Regions from separate parts of the Sus scrofa genome. Here all the other regions are linked to region 2. Evidence: chromatin contacts called from public Hi-C and HiChIP or PLAC-seq data. All regions are on one chromosome and are shown on one strand. Each heading gives the region's core, a stretch centred on a gene start, on an enhancer-like site or on the middle of the called end of the contact. The rest is flanking DNA. Distances are from core to core; before and after follow the strand shown.

Evidence for each region. Hi-C and Micro-C count contacts between places; a contact is called where the count stands out from the background. HiChIP or PLAC-seq counts read pairs in DNA pulled down with a chosen protein or histone mark.
Region 1: a Hi-C map of liver shows a contact between it and region 2, with 6 times the contacts expected there. The contact joins the promoter of WBP1 here to the promoter of DUSP11 in region 2. A contact is called at or near these places in 2 of 5 promoter capture datasets (fetal liver and liver) and 5 of 47 Hi-C or Micro-C datasets (alveolar macrophages, embryonic fibroblasts, liver and 2 more).
Region 3: a contact with region 2 is called in an H3K27ac HiChIP or PLAC-seq map of alveolar macrophages. The contact joins the promoter of DCTN1 here to the promoter of DUSP11 in region 2. A contact is called at or near these places in 1 of 47 Hi-C or Micro-C datasets (fetal skeletal muscle) and 1 of 2 datasets of contacts at active chromatin or transcription factors (alveolar macrophages).

What each region holds. Positions count from the first base shown.
Region 1 is chr3:68,582,768-68,586,456 of Sscrofa11.1, forward strand. It overlaps WBP1 (WW domain-binding protein 1), which reads right to left and starts at 1,939. Exons shown (of 4, transcript XM_003354758.3): 1 at 1,567-1,939; 2 at 521-623; 3 at 225-401; 4 at 1-54. The coding sequence starts at 1,635. It overlaps INO80B (INO80 complex subunit B), which reads right to left. Exons shown (of 5, transcript XM_003124991.5): 5 at 2,271-2,889. The coding sequence ends at 2,359.
Region 2 is chr3:69,204,651-69,208,281 of Sscrofa11.1, forward strand. It overlaps DUSP11 (RNA/RNP complex-1-interacting phosphatase), which reads left to right and starts at 1,522. Exons shown (of 8, transcript XM_003125007.6): 1 at 1,522-1,778; 2 at 3,413-3,488. The coding sequence starts at 1,537.
Region 3 is chr3:68,640,772-68,644,794 of Sscrofa11.1, forward strand. It overlaps DCTN1 (dynactin subunit 1), which reads left to right and starts at 1,791. Exons shown (of 28, transcript XM_021087359.1): 1 at 1,791-2,727. It overlaps LOC100737572 (a long non-coding RNA gene), which reads right to left. Exons shown (of 3, transcript XR_135162.4): 2 at 2,920-3,056; 3 at 1-31.

The DNA of each region.
Region 1 (3,689 bases), core at 689-3,188, 620 kb before region 2:
CGGGGCGGTGAACCACATCCTCATAGGCTGGGGGTTTGAAGGCGCTGAGGAGGCCTGCAGGAAAGAATGGCAGATTGGCTGGAGGCAACCAGGGGTGGGATGATGGTCTCTTTCCTATTAGGGAACAGTGTGTCCTGAAATGTTTGAAAAGGGAATGTGGGATGAGTCAGGGTCCTGGCTTGGGAGGGGTCCCTGGAGTGATCCCAGAGCCTCAGGTCACTCACGAAGGTCAAGCAGTGAGCCAGCAGGGGCAGGACCAGCCCCATGGCATGCCCCGTGGTAGGCCAACAAGTTGATCTCACGCTGCCGCTGCTGTTGCTGCAGCCGGAGTTTAGCCCGTCGATGGCGGAAGGCGCAGCAGCAGCTAAAGAGAATGAGGACAGTCCAGAGGAGCCAGAACCCTGCAGGAGGTGAGGAAGGAGAGTCTTAGACACCGCCCATGCAGAGAAGCGTCCTTGAAGGCTGAGGTCCAAAGGCAGGTGGACAGAAGGACCCGAGGAGAGCCCCCTTAGAGACTCACACCAGAGCTCATAGTAGTAGGTGCAGCAGCCGGTCTCCCCGCAGCAGTGACCACTCTCACAGAGGTAGGGCTGGTTGTTCACTCCTGGGCACAGCTCTCGAAGCTGGGAGCAAGGAGGCACTTGGAGCCAAGGGAGATTCCAGCCCAAGGCACTGTCCACCCCCACCCCCTACATATACAAACACAATCCCACCCTGTCAATGGAGTAATCTATGGGGCGGGGGATAGTCAAGTGTCAAATATCTGAAGGGCTGCCAGCATAGAAGAGGATTTGGAATAGCAAGAATCAGTCTAGAGAATAAGCTGCAAGTGGTGGACATTCCGAGGGGTAGATTTCAGCTCTGCACATAGGAGACTTTTTTCATACACACGTCTGACTCCCTGGGGTGTTTGCTGCTAAGGGAGTGTTTTGGTAGAAGTCAGAAGACAGTCTGAGCTATCTTAAAGTCTCAAGACAACGGGTAAAGGGTTTAAGGTAGTTTCCAAAGCTAAAATGTTTTCCTCATTCCCCATAGTCTGCCAGTCTCCACCCCCAAGAGGGATTTTTCCACCCTGGGTCTCAGGCTTCCTAGGGTAGGGGGTGGAGGGCAGTGTGAGACCCAGGACAGGGCTCCCAACCAGAGGGGAATGCTGTGGATGATAAATGATGGCATCCAGGGCGCGAGTCTGGGCTCCAGCTCTTCTCCAAATTGCTCCCTCAAGAGAAGACGCTGCTGGACTCTGTTGTGACAATAGGCACACAGAAAAACATCACAAATAACTGTTGCAAGACAGAGGGAGCTTCCCTGGGGCCTCGCTATGCCCCTGGTCACTGGAGTGCCACTGCAAACTTCCACTGCAGCCAAGAGATGGGGTTTATGAAGCTGCAGGCAAAGTCAACTGCGTCTATGTTAAAGTTTAGACAAAGAGTGGAAGGGGCATATCTGGGAACTTCACAGTACCTTTGTCTCCGTGAGTTCCTCCCCACCCCACAAAAGGAAGGGACAAGGAAACAGGAAAAAGAAATAAATGGCTGTCGCGATAGGTTTTTGGAGCTGTTGGGATACCTGCTGTTGCGGCACTCGAAGTGCCCCCCAGGCCTCCTCGCTTCCGTTCCCGCCGCTGGCACGAGCCATGCCTCCACCTACAGCCCCCTGAAAACCACAGCCTCCTCTACTGCCAGCTGCCCCGCCCCTGCCACCTCTGCTGCCACCGCCATGGTCCCTGCCCGGCCCATCTTCTCTGCCGCCACCATCACTCCCCGACCGGAGATTCCATCCAGCGAGAGCTCTGCCAACTAGCACCTAGGTTGTTCCGTCCTACCAATCCGCGTCACCCTTCGACAGACCAGCCAATGGGAACGATCACAGGCTTATCCCTGTGACCAATCTACAGCAGCGCCTCCGCCACTCTCCCAGACGACAAGCGCTTGCACAGACAAAGAGCGGGGTAAGATTCGACCCATGGCCCTGAGTGACAGCGACGACAGCCAATGTGAACAACAGAACCGGCTTTGAGTTATCAGCCAATGAATGGCCGCCCGGGACAGCAAAGTTCCCGCTGATTGGCTTGAGCTCTATTTTCGGGGTGACGCCAAAACCCTGACCACTCCAGGTAATCCCGCTGGAAGAGGCGGGGTCCCAGCAGCCCACCCGGAGTCTGGCTGCTTAGCGGCTACTGTTCCCTGGAGTCCACGCAGGCTCCGATGGGGGCAAGATGTGTGTACAGGGAATTGGCCTGCCCATACCCCGTTCCCCCAATTCTGTACAAGTCAGGGCACCGGATGAAATTTAATACGGTGAGGAAGACACTGAAAACAGGGGACAGAGAAGGCGCAGAGTCCGAGTTGGGTGAAGGCTTTAAGTAGCCAAAAGTGGGGATCCGGGGCCCTCAGGTCCACCCAGCCGCATCTGCAGGTTGATGCGGTAGCACTGAAGGCTGCAGAGTGCTTGGCCGGTGCGGGAGCAGGCGTAGCGTCGCGGATGGGGGCAACCGGGGACAGAGCATCGAGGAGGAGGGCCAGATGGGGATGGCCGCTGAGACACAGGTGCGGGGGCCGGAACGCCAGGTGGGAAGGAAAGGGTGGAACCCTGTGCCCCGCTACTGTAGCGCACCATGGGGGCCGGGGCTGCAGTCCGCCCTCCCCGCCGCTCGCCCCGCGCAGCCCCTCGGCCTCCTCGCCCGCTGGGCGCCGCAGTCTTGGTGAGGCGCTCAATAGTCTGGTTCTTGTGCTCCTCTGCCCGCCGAGCCGCCTGCAGCCTCCTCTTCCGCGCCCGCTCCTCACGCTTCAGCAGCATCTCCTCTGTGAGAGCTGGGGCCGGGCAGCCCCCAGCCACAGGTAGTGACAGCATTGGGGAAGGCTGGCTCCGAGCCTTCTGCAGCAGAGCTCTCTAGGGAGAGCCAGATGAGAGGATGTCAGAATAGGGGGAAGAGAGGTTTGAGTGGGGCAGAGGCAAGAGGGGACATGGAAAGTGGGTCTTGAGAGCAGTCCCTGAAGAAGGGGTGGCATGAACACCCTCTCCAGGAGCCCTTCATACTGCCTTCTCCCAAGGTCTCCAGACTTTCAGCTTTAGTTCCTTGACTCTACTTGCATTAGTAATGTTACCTGCCTGCCCTGCGTACCAACACTCTGTAATAGCTCTCGGGAGGCTTTTTTGTTGTTGTTTTTAAAAAAATCTTTTTATCTCAGTGAATAGCATCAACTGGATAAATGCTCAACCCTCAAACTCAGGATTAACACTGATTCCTCTCCTTCCCCCAACAAGTGTCTATTTCCTAAACATCTCCAGAATCCATCTGATTTTTTCCATCTCCACAACTTCATCTTGGTTCAAGCCAACACCACCCCACCTCAACCTGCACCCCAACTCTCTGCACCCTAGGCAAGTGGAAGTTCCTGAACACAGTCAGCAGTTGCAACTGGCGCCACAGCTGCGGAAACAGGATCCTTAACCCACTTGAGTCACATGAGAACTTCCCTACACACCATCTCTTACTTGACTACTCAACCAGCTTCCTACCTGGTCTTGTTTCTATCCCTTACCACCACTAAGAAACCAAAGTAAACTACTGAACTATAAATCAAACATTTCACTTCTATACAAATAATCCTTTCATGGTAGTCACAACTTAGTCGTCTCCTTGACCATTATTCCACTCTGAGCCACTGCCCTTGCAGGTCTCCCTGCCT
Region 2 (3,631 bases), core at 272-2,771:
GGGCAGAATTCATAGTTTTTCTAAGAGATCCCTTTTAACAGATCCCTATGCCTGATATTGTGAGGAAATCTTATGCTTGAGCTCTATTCTTATCTCTCTCTCGTATTTTTTGGTATTTCTAAAACATAAATACGTACTGTCAACATCCAGCGTGATACCAGGCACATGACAGAAACTCAATAAATGAGTGGGAATTTAAGTTGATACCATATAAATACACAGACACACACACACATATATGGCCACACTGGTGGCATATTTATGTGTGTGTGTATATGTGTGCATGTGTGTATATACATACACATACACATATATATATGGAAGTTCCTGATCCAGGGATTGAATCTGAACCGCATCTATGACCTATACTGCAGCTGCAGCAGTGCCAGATCCTTGTAACCCACTGTGCTGGGCTGGGGGTCTAACCCATGCCTCTGCATCAACCGGAGCCACTGCAGTCAGATTCTTAACACACTGCACTACAGCAGGAATTCCCAATACAATATTTTTGGAGATTAATTAGGCATTATCTTTCAAAAAAATTTTTTTTGTCTTTTTAGGGCTATGCCCTCAGCATATGGAAATTCCCAGGCCACAACCACAGCCACAGCCACACCAGATTGGAGCTACATCCTTGACCTATGCCACAGCTTGGGGCAATGCCAGATCCGTAACCCACTGAGTGAGGCCAGGGATCAAACCCACATCCTCATGGATATTAATAGGGTTTTTAACCCGCTGAGCCACAACAGGAACGCCTCTTTCAAAATTTTACATTTGTATTTCCTTCATTCCAGCAATTCTACTTCTAGAAATATAGATATAGATGTATACATGTATTAGGATGTTCACATTGCAGCCCATCTGCAGGATATTATTTTTTATTATTATTATTTTTTAAACCGAAAACTGTAAGTCCATCAATATTGGACTAGTTATATAGAGTATGGAATATTATGCACCATTAAAAGGAATAGAATGAGGAGTTCCTGCTGTGGCACAATAGGATCAGTGGCATTGGAGCACTAGGGTGCAGGTTGGTTCCCCTGCCCACCACAGTGGGTTAAGGGTCCGGCATTGCTGCAGCTGTAGCTTAGGTCGAATCTATGGCTGAGAGCTGATCCCTGGCCCAGGAACTCCATATGCTGAGGGTCGGCCAAAAAAGAAAAATGAAAGAATGGAATGAATGTATAAATAAATTGGGGAAATCAGTATCCAAGCTAGACTGCAGAATATGTATAGTATGCTGCTTTTATTTAAAATATAGGATATACATTATGTACAAATACTTATATACAAGGTACAACAAATGTGACTGTAACGTTTGTAAAATATGTTAGCACTACACAAGAAACTGGGATTGTGAGACAGCTTTCCAGGTCCTGCACTATTGTACTTCTGAGGGTACACACAAACTAACAGACCTGTGCTACCAGCCGCCCGCTAAAGAGGGCACTGCAGCCAGCAGAGTCTTGTTTACTAATCAAGTTTCTTAGTCGGCCGGCGTGGTGACGTCATCTCGACGAGCAGTGGCGCATGCGCAACAGCAAGGCGATCGGGGCGCGGCGAGGGTTGCTGCTTAGGCGCTTCCGGTTCCGGATCGAGTCTAGCTTTGGGTGCGCCGGCCTGGCGAGTTTAGCATTTTTGGCCTTCTGTGGGCGTCTTCTTGGGGGCTACATGAGCCACTGTCATCATGCTCACAGACGCTGGAGCCAGAGTTGGGTCTACTCTGGTCATTCCTCCGCCAAGAAGAAAGGTGGAAACCACATCCCGGAAAGGTAATATGCCTTGGCTCCTGGGCCTGGGCTTCAGGTCTGCGCTCTCTGCTTGTCACTGTGGCTTCCGAGCGCTTGCCCCGCCCGACTTGTGCTACGGGGCATTCATCCTCTCGCTTCGCCGTACGTAGTAGCTGGAAGGGACGGTCTGATGTTTTCATTTCTTCCCGTTGTTTTAAAAGCGAGGCTCTGGCCATTGCTTCTCGGGTAAAATGCAGAGAGACTGCTTTTTAAGATGGAAGCGGCAGTGTTGGGATTTCCTCTTAATTACTGAAATGGAGTCTCCTTCAATTCCTCAAGTTGTGCTACAGAAAATGTAATAATTGAATTTGAGTGAAAAAACCCAGCAGCGCCGCCGAGTTTTCCATCGAAAAAGTTGCTTTGTGTGGTTTCTGTTGCTTCTTAACCGGTGACATTTGGAAGATCTACCTCTGTACGTTCAAATGATTAATTTGGAGACATTGCTCATGCGCAGTAAACTCGTTTATTCCTTGAGATTTTCCTTTTTTCCTCTCTTACCACATTAAGTTCGCTTCAGTTTATCTCTTGAATTTCTTTTGAAACTGTCACCTCTCCATTAGCGTTCTAATACTGAACTTGGCTACCTGTTGCAATTAGGTCCCTACGAGTGTCTGTATATCTACTCTTGTTTCCTTTCAATCCATTCTTCACACAAGAAATATTTTTAAGACACAAAGTTGGAATATTGCTCATAAACATCTCTCAAAAGCATTTTTCCCCCCAAAGCATTGTTTTAAGAATAAAAAACAAACCCTTGACCTCTAAGACCCTGCATGGTATAGAATCTTCTCTGCTTCTAGACCCCCGTCTTTGCTACTTTTGCCTTCACTTTCTATGCTTCAGATACTCTGAATTAACCTTAGTTCAAACTCATCCTACACAAGTCAGTTCACATATTACTTTTCACTGTGATTCCTAACTTTAAGTGAAGTTCACAGTCCTTTTATCACCAGGTTTTCTTTTATATTTTAATTTTTTAAAATGAGAGTTGCAACATTTATGTCACGTCTCTCTCTCTTTTTCTTTTTTTTGCCACACTTGCAGCATGTGGAAGTTCCCCAGCCAGGGATCGAACCTGCACTACAGCAGCAACCCACAGTGGTGAAAATGCAGTGGTGAAAATGCAGGAGCCTTAACCCGCTGAGCTACCAGAGGACTCACATAAGGTTTTCTTTTAAAATATGAATTTGAAGTTCCGTACTGATTGAGTTTGATGGCATCAGTTGTATGAGGACTGAAAAGAAACCGTGAAGTCAAAGAATTGAATTTTAACTATCTCAGTCAACATTTGAGTAGTAATGATACCTTAGTATTGAAGACCGGCCTAGGTTTTATCAGGTAGACAGAAGTTCCGACCATCTCTGGTGTTAGATATACCTTATTTGTTGAGATCTTTGCACTGTTTAATTGCCTTTTATCTGTTTTTGAGCTGGGGAAACAGGAGGAAGGCAAGTATAGGTTCTTACTAGATGGGGTTGAATAATTGGAGCAGCAAAATGCCAACAGAAGGAGGGGACCTCCTGTAGAGGGCTGTGATTTCCATTTACAAGGAGCCTTCATCCTATGCAGAGAGACAGGCTAACATAAAATTTGCCTAATGAAAAATGTGTTAATAGGTGGAAAGACTATCTCCCAGTTGGACAGCGGATGCCTGGGACACGTTTCATTGCTTTCAAAGTTCCTTTGAAAAAGGTAAGCAAAGGTTAATACAGTATTCTTTCAGAAGTCTAAAATCACTGTATTGAACCCTGGTTCTCAACTCTGTCATACTCCATTTTCCCTTTTTATAGTGGATATGTTGTGATAACCCTTGTTGTCCTGAAATCAAGTTCATA
Region 3 (4,023 bases), core at 541-3,040, 560 kb before region 2:
TTCCCCATCAGAAGGGGCCTCAGGTTAGCACCTATGAAAAAATACATAAGACAAAGACAATATTAATTTTCTTTGAAGACCACTCAGACTAATTCAGTATAAAAGAAACATCGTGTTTCCTGTTTGCACATCCTGTCCTTTAGAGTCAGTGGGACCCTTTTCATGTGTCTTTCCTGTATCACTACCCGGATTCTACCCAAGTTTCATCCTCACTTGAAAGCTCAGCATATTCATTAATTCATTAAAGGTTGTTAAAGCACTCAGAGGGATGGCTCCAGCTCAAATTGAAAATATATGTTACAAAAGTTTCAAGGCAGATCAATATGTACTAATATAGACAGTCTCCAAGATGTATTGTCCAGTGGAGATAAAAACAAATTCAGCACAGGGGAATTATATTCAATAGGTTGTAATAACCTATAATGGAAAGGAATCTGAAAATTTATTTATCTATATATAGATATATCGAATGTATATATATCTAGATATATCTATATAGAGATAGAGATGTATTGATGTATATCTATATGTCTGAATCACTTTGCTGTATACCAGAAACTAACATAACATTGTAAAGCAACTATATGTCAATTGAACAAACAAGATTTGGAACAGTGTGTATAGAAAGCTGCTCTTTGCATCTAAAATGCTTAAGTTTTTAGAGACTGACTTTGGAACTGCAAACAAAAATCAGATAGCTTTGGGTAGGGATCTTGGGAATAGGATGAATGGGACATGTATTTATGTTTTTAAAAATGTGCTTATTTGTGATAGCCAAAAGCTAGAAGCAACCCAAATGGTCATTGATGGGTGAATGGATAAATAAAATGGTATATTGGTATAAATAAAACATATATATTGGATAAAGAAAACATAGTACTTCAACATGAATTAATTTTGAAGATATAAGCCAGACACAAAAGGACAAATATTGCATGATTTTATTATTATTTTTTTTTTTGGCTGTGCTCACATGACAAAATCCCTGAGCCAGTGATGGAACCCATGCCACAGCAGCAATGCAAAGCCTCTGCAGTGACAATGCCAATCCTTAATGAGCCAGAGAGAAGTGTATGATTCTATTTATATGAGGTACTTATAATAGTCAAATTCGTAGAGACAGAAAGTAGAATGCTTGTTACTGGGGCCTAGGGTTAGGGGAGAAAAGAGAGTTAGTGTTTAATGGATACCGAGTTTCAGTTTGGAAAGATGAGAAAATTCTGGAGATGGATAATGGCGATCGATGGCTGCACGATAATGTAAATGTGCTTAGTGCCCTGAACTGTACACTTAAAATGTAAATTTTATGTTACGGATATTAGCACAATTAACAAAATATATGTATACAGTGAATTTAAAAGCCTTCAAATTTATTTATTTATTTGTTGGCTAGGGCATGTAGAAGTTCCTGGGTCAGGGATGGAACCACCCAGGCCACTGCAGTGACAGCGCTGGATACTTAACCCACTGCACCACAAGGGAACTCCTCAGGTTGTTTTTCAATCTGAGATTAACTGAGATAAACATACATTACACTAGTTAAAATTCAGACTCTATACATGGATTCACAATCTTCCTAATGTAGATTCTATCATTAACATTCTCATTTTATGAAAGAGGAAACAGAGGCTGGGAGGGGTTAAGTAACTAAGCCAAAAATCTCCCGTAGTCAGTAAACCGAAATGGAACCCATTGTCTAGTAAATTCCGGCTCTCCCAACATCCTTGTGCAGACATCTTGGAACACTTGTTCTAGGTTTTTTGTTTTTGTTTTTGTTTTTTTTCCCCCATTGTTAGAAACAGGTGCAGTGGGCCAAAGAATTTGTACCTTTTTTTTTTTTTTCAAGGGGCGCACCCGCGGCAAATTGAAGTTCCCAGGCTAGAGGTCCAACTGGAGCTGTAACAGACAGCCCACGCACGCCACAGCCCAGCCGCAGGAACACAGGATCCGAGCCCCTGCTGCTACCCACACCACAGCTCAGGGCAGTGAGGGATCCCCAACCCACTGAGCGAGGCCAGGGATCCAGCCCTCATCCTCAAGGCTACTAGTCAGGTTTGTTACCGCGGAGCCACCAAGGGAACTCCCGAGGACTTTATACTTTCTAACGTTTTCTTTCTTTAAATTAAAAAAAAAAAGCCAAAATTCTATTATGTACATTTGCATTATTTTATATTTTCATCATAAGGTCTTAGAATGCCTGAATCCCCATATGATGGATAATACTGAACAACAGCAAAATTTATTCTCTCCCGCAACTACTTGGCGAAATACGGTTTATCGATACTGTTTTCGTTAGCGGCTTCGCACTCAAGAGAGCAGCGACCCTCTGGGGAACACACATGCTCAACGCAAAGGAGTCCTTTGCCTCCCCTCTGCCGGGAGAGGGCGCTGGCCGCCGCTGGCCTCTCTCCTGTGGTCCTAATCGCCTTCCCACGCGCAGTGCGCACGCGCCTATTTCTCTCCAGGTGTCCAGCTTTGTGCCTGATCGAAGTCTCCTCGGCCGCGCTCAGCGCGCTGTTTTTAAATGCGGGTGGTCTTCGGGGAAGAGTAACGTGTTCCCCCGACCCAGAACGCCTCAGGGCCTCAGCGGCGAGGGGGACTGGGGTGCGCCCGCAGGGATCGGGCGGCGCTGCGGGCAGCCGATGCGGGATAGGCGGGCCCAGCTAGGGCTTGGGCGTCGGTCGCCGGTGGGGCCCGGAGCCGGGCGCGGAGCCCCTGACAGGACAGGTACGGAGGCGGCGACCCTGGGAACCGCCTCCTCCCCCACGGTGTTGGCGAGGCTCTTGGCGGTGCTCTGGGGCCTCGGCGCTCGCCTAGGGCACAGTCGGGAGCCCAGTGTGCGGGGCGGGGGACGGCGGGGGTGGGCCGGGGCCGGGGGTGGGGTGGGTGCTCACTCGGGTTTGGGCCGGTCCGACCCACCTGAGCTCTTCAGCCTGGCGGTATTCTCCCGGGGTCCGAGTGATTGCGCCTCCGAATTCCTCCAGAACTGTAAGGGTTCACCTCCTTTCCTGGGAGCGCCCGAGGCACCCCTGAACCCATTCGGAGCTACAGGTTTCCTGAGGGGCACACGGTTGAGAAGTTGTGTTAAACAGAAAGAAAAAAAAAAAAAATAGAGGCCCCAAGCATGGGGGTCTGGACATGCGTTTGGTGTGTCTGTGTCTCTCATTTCTGGGGCCCGCCCTAACTGGCAGGATGACCCTAGAACAGTCATCTTGCGCATCCCCACGGCTAAATCATGCAGATGAGAAACTCCGCTGTTTTTAAAGAGGCAATGGCTTAGAAACTTACTCTCATTTATTACACTGAGGAGAGCAGCAAGCCTGTCTTGACCACATACTGTTCCTTAAGGTACTGAGAGTCAGGACTCTATGAGGTGGAGATTGGCGTTACCTGGTGTACTGCTAAAGCCCAAGCCACCCTGGATGTTAACGATTGTAGCTAGCGATAACTTTTTGTTCTAAAAGGCATTTTGTGGTCAGAGATGTTTAGTTTTCTCTACTAGAGAGTATTTCAGAGCTTTCAATATGCTAATGATATTTTCCACGAATTTCCCACTGAGAGTATAGTCTGGAGAGTTTCCCAAATTTGAATGGAAAAGGCTGTTATTCTTGGGGGTTGCCTCTGTTTAACATATGCAGCAGTTTGGGAAATGGAGTTTTGGAATCAGAAACTCAAGGTTTGGAAGGGGCAGTGTAGGTCAGTGCCTTTTGAATTTTAATGGTATATGCATTGGTTGGTTCTACATTTTTAACAAATTCCCAGGTGATGCTGACACTGTTCTTCCATAGACCGCACACTTTGAGTGGCAGGGGTATAGATCACTGGATTGATAGACACGGAGCTCTGATCCCTGCTTTCCAGAACAAGCTGTGCTGCCTTGAATGATCACGTCCCCTGTCAAGGCCTATAAAGTAGGAGGCTAGCCTAGAAGATCTCTAAGGTTCCTCTCAGATCTAAAATGTGATTCCAGTCCAGTTACTCTTGTGAGAGTTGAACACCATCTAAAATATCCTTGGGCGTTCC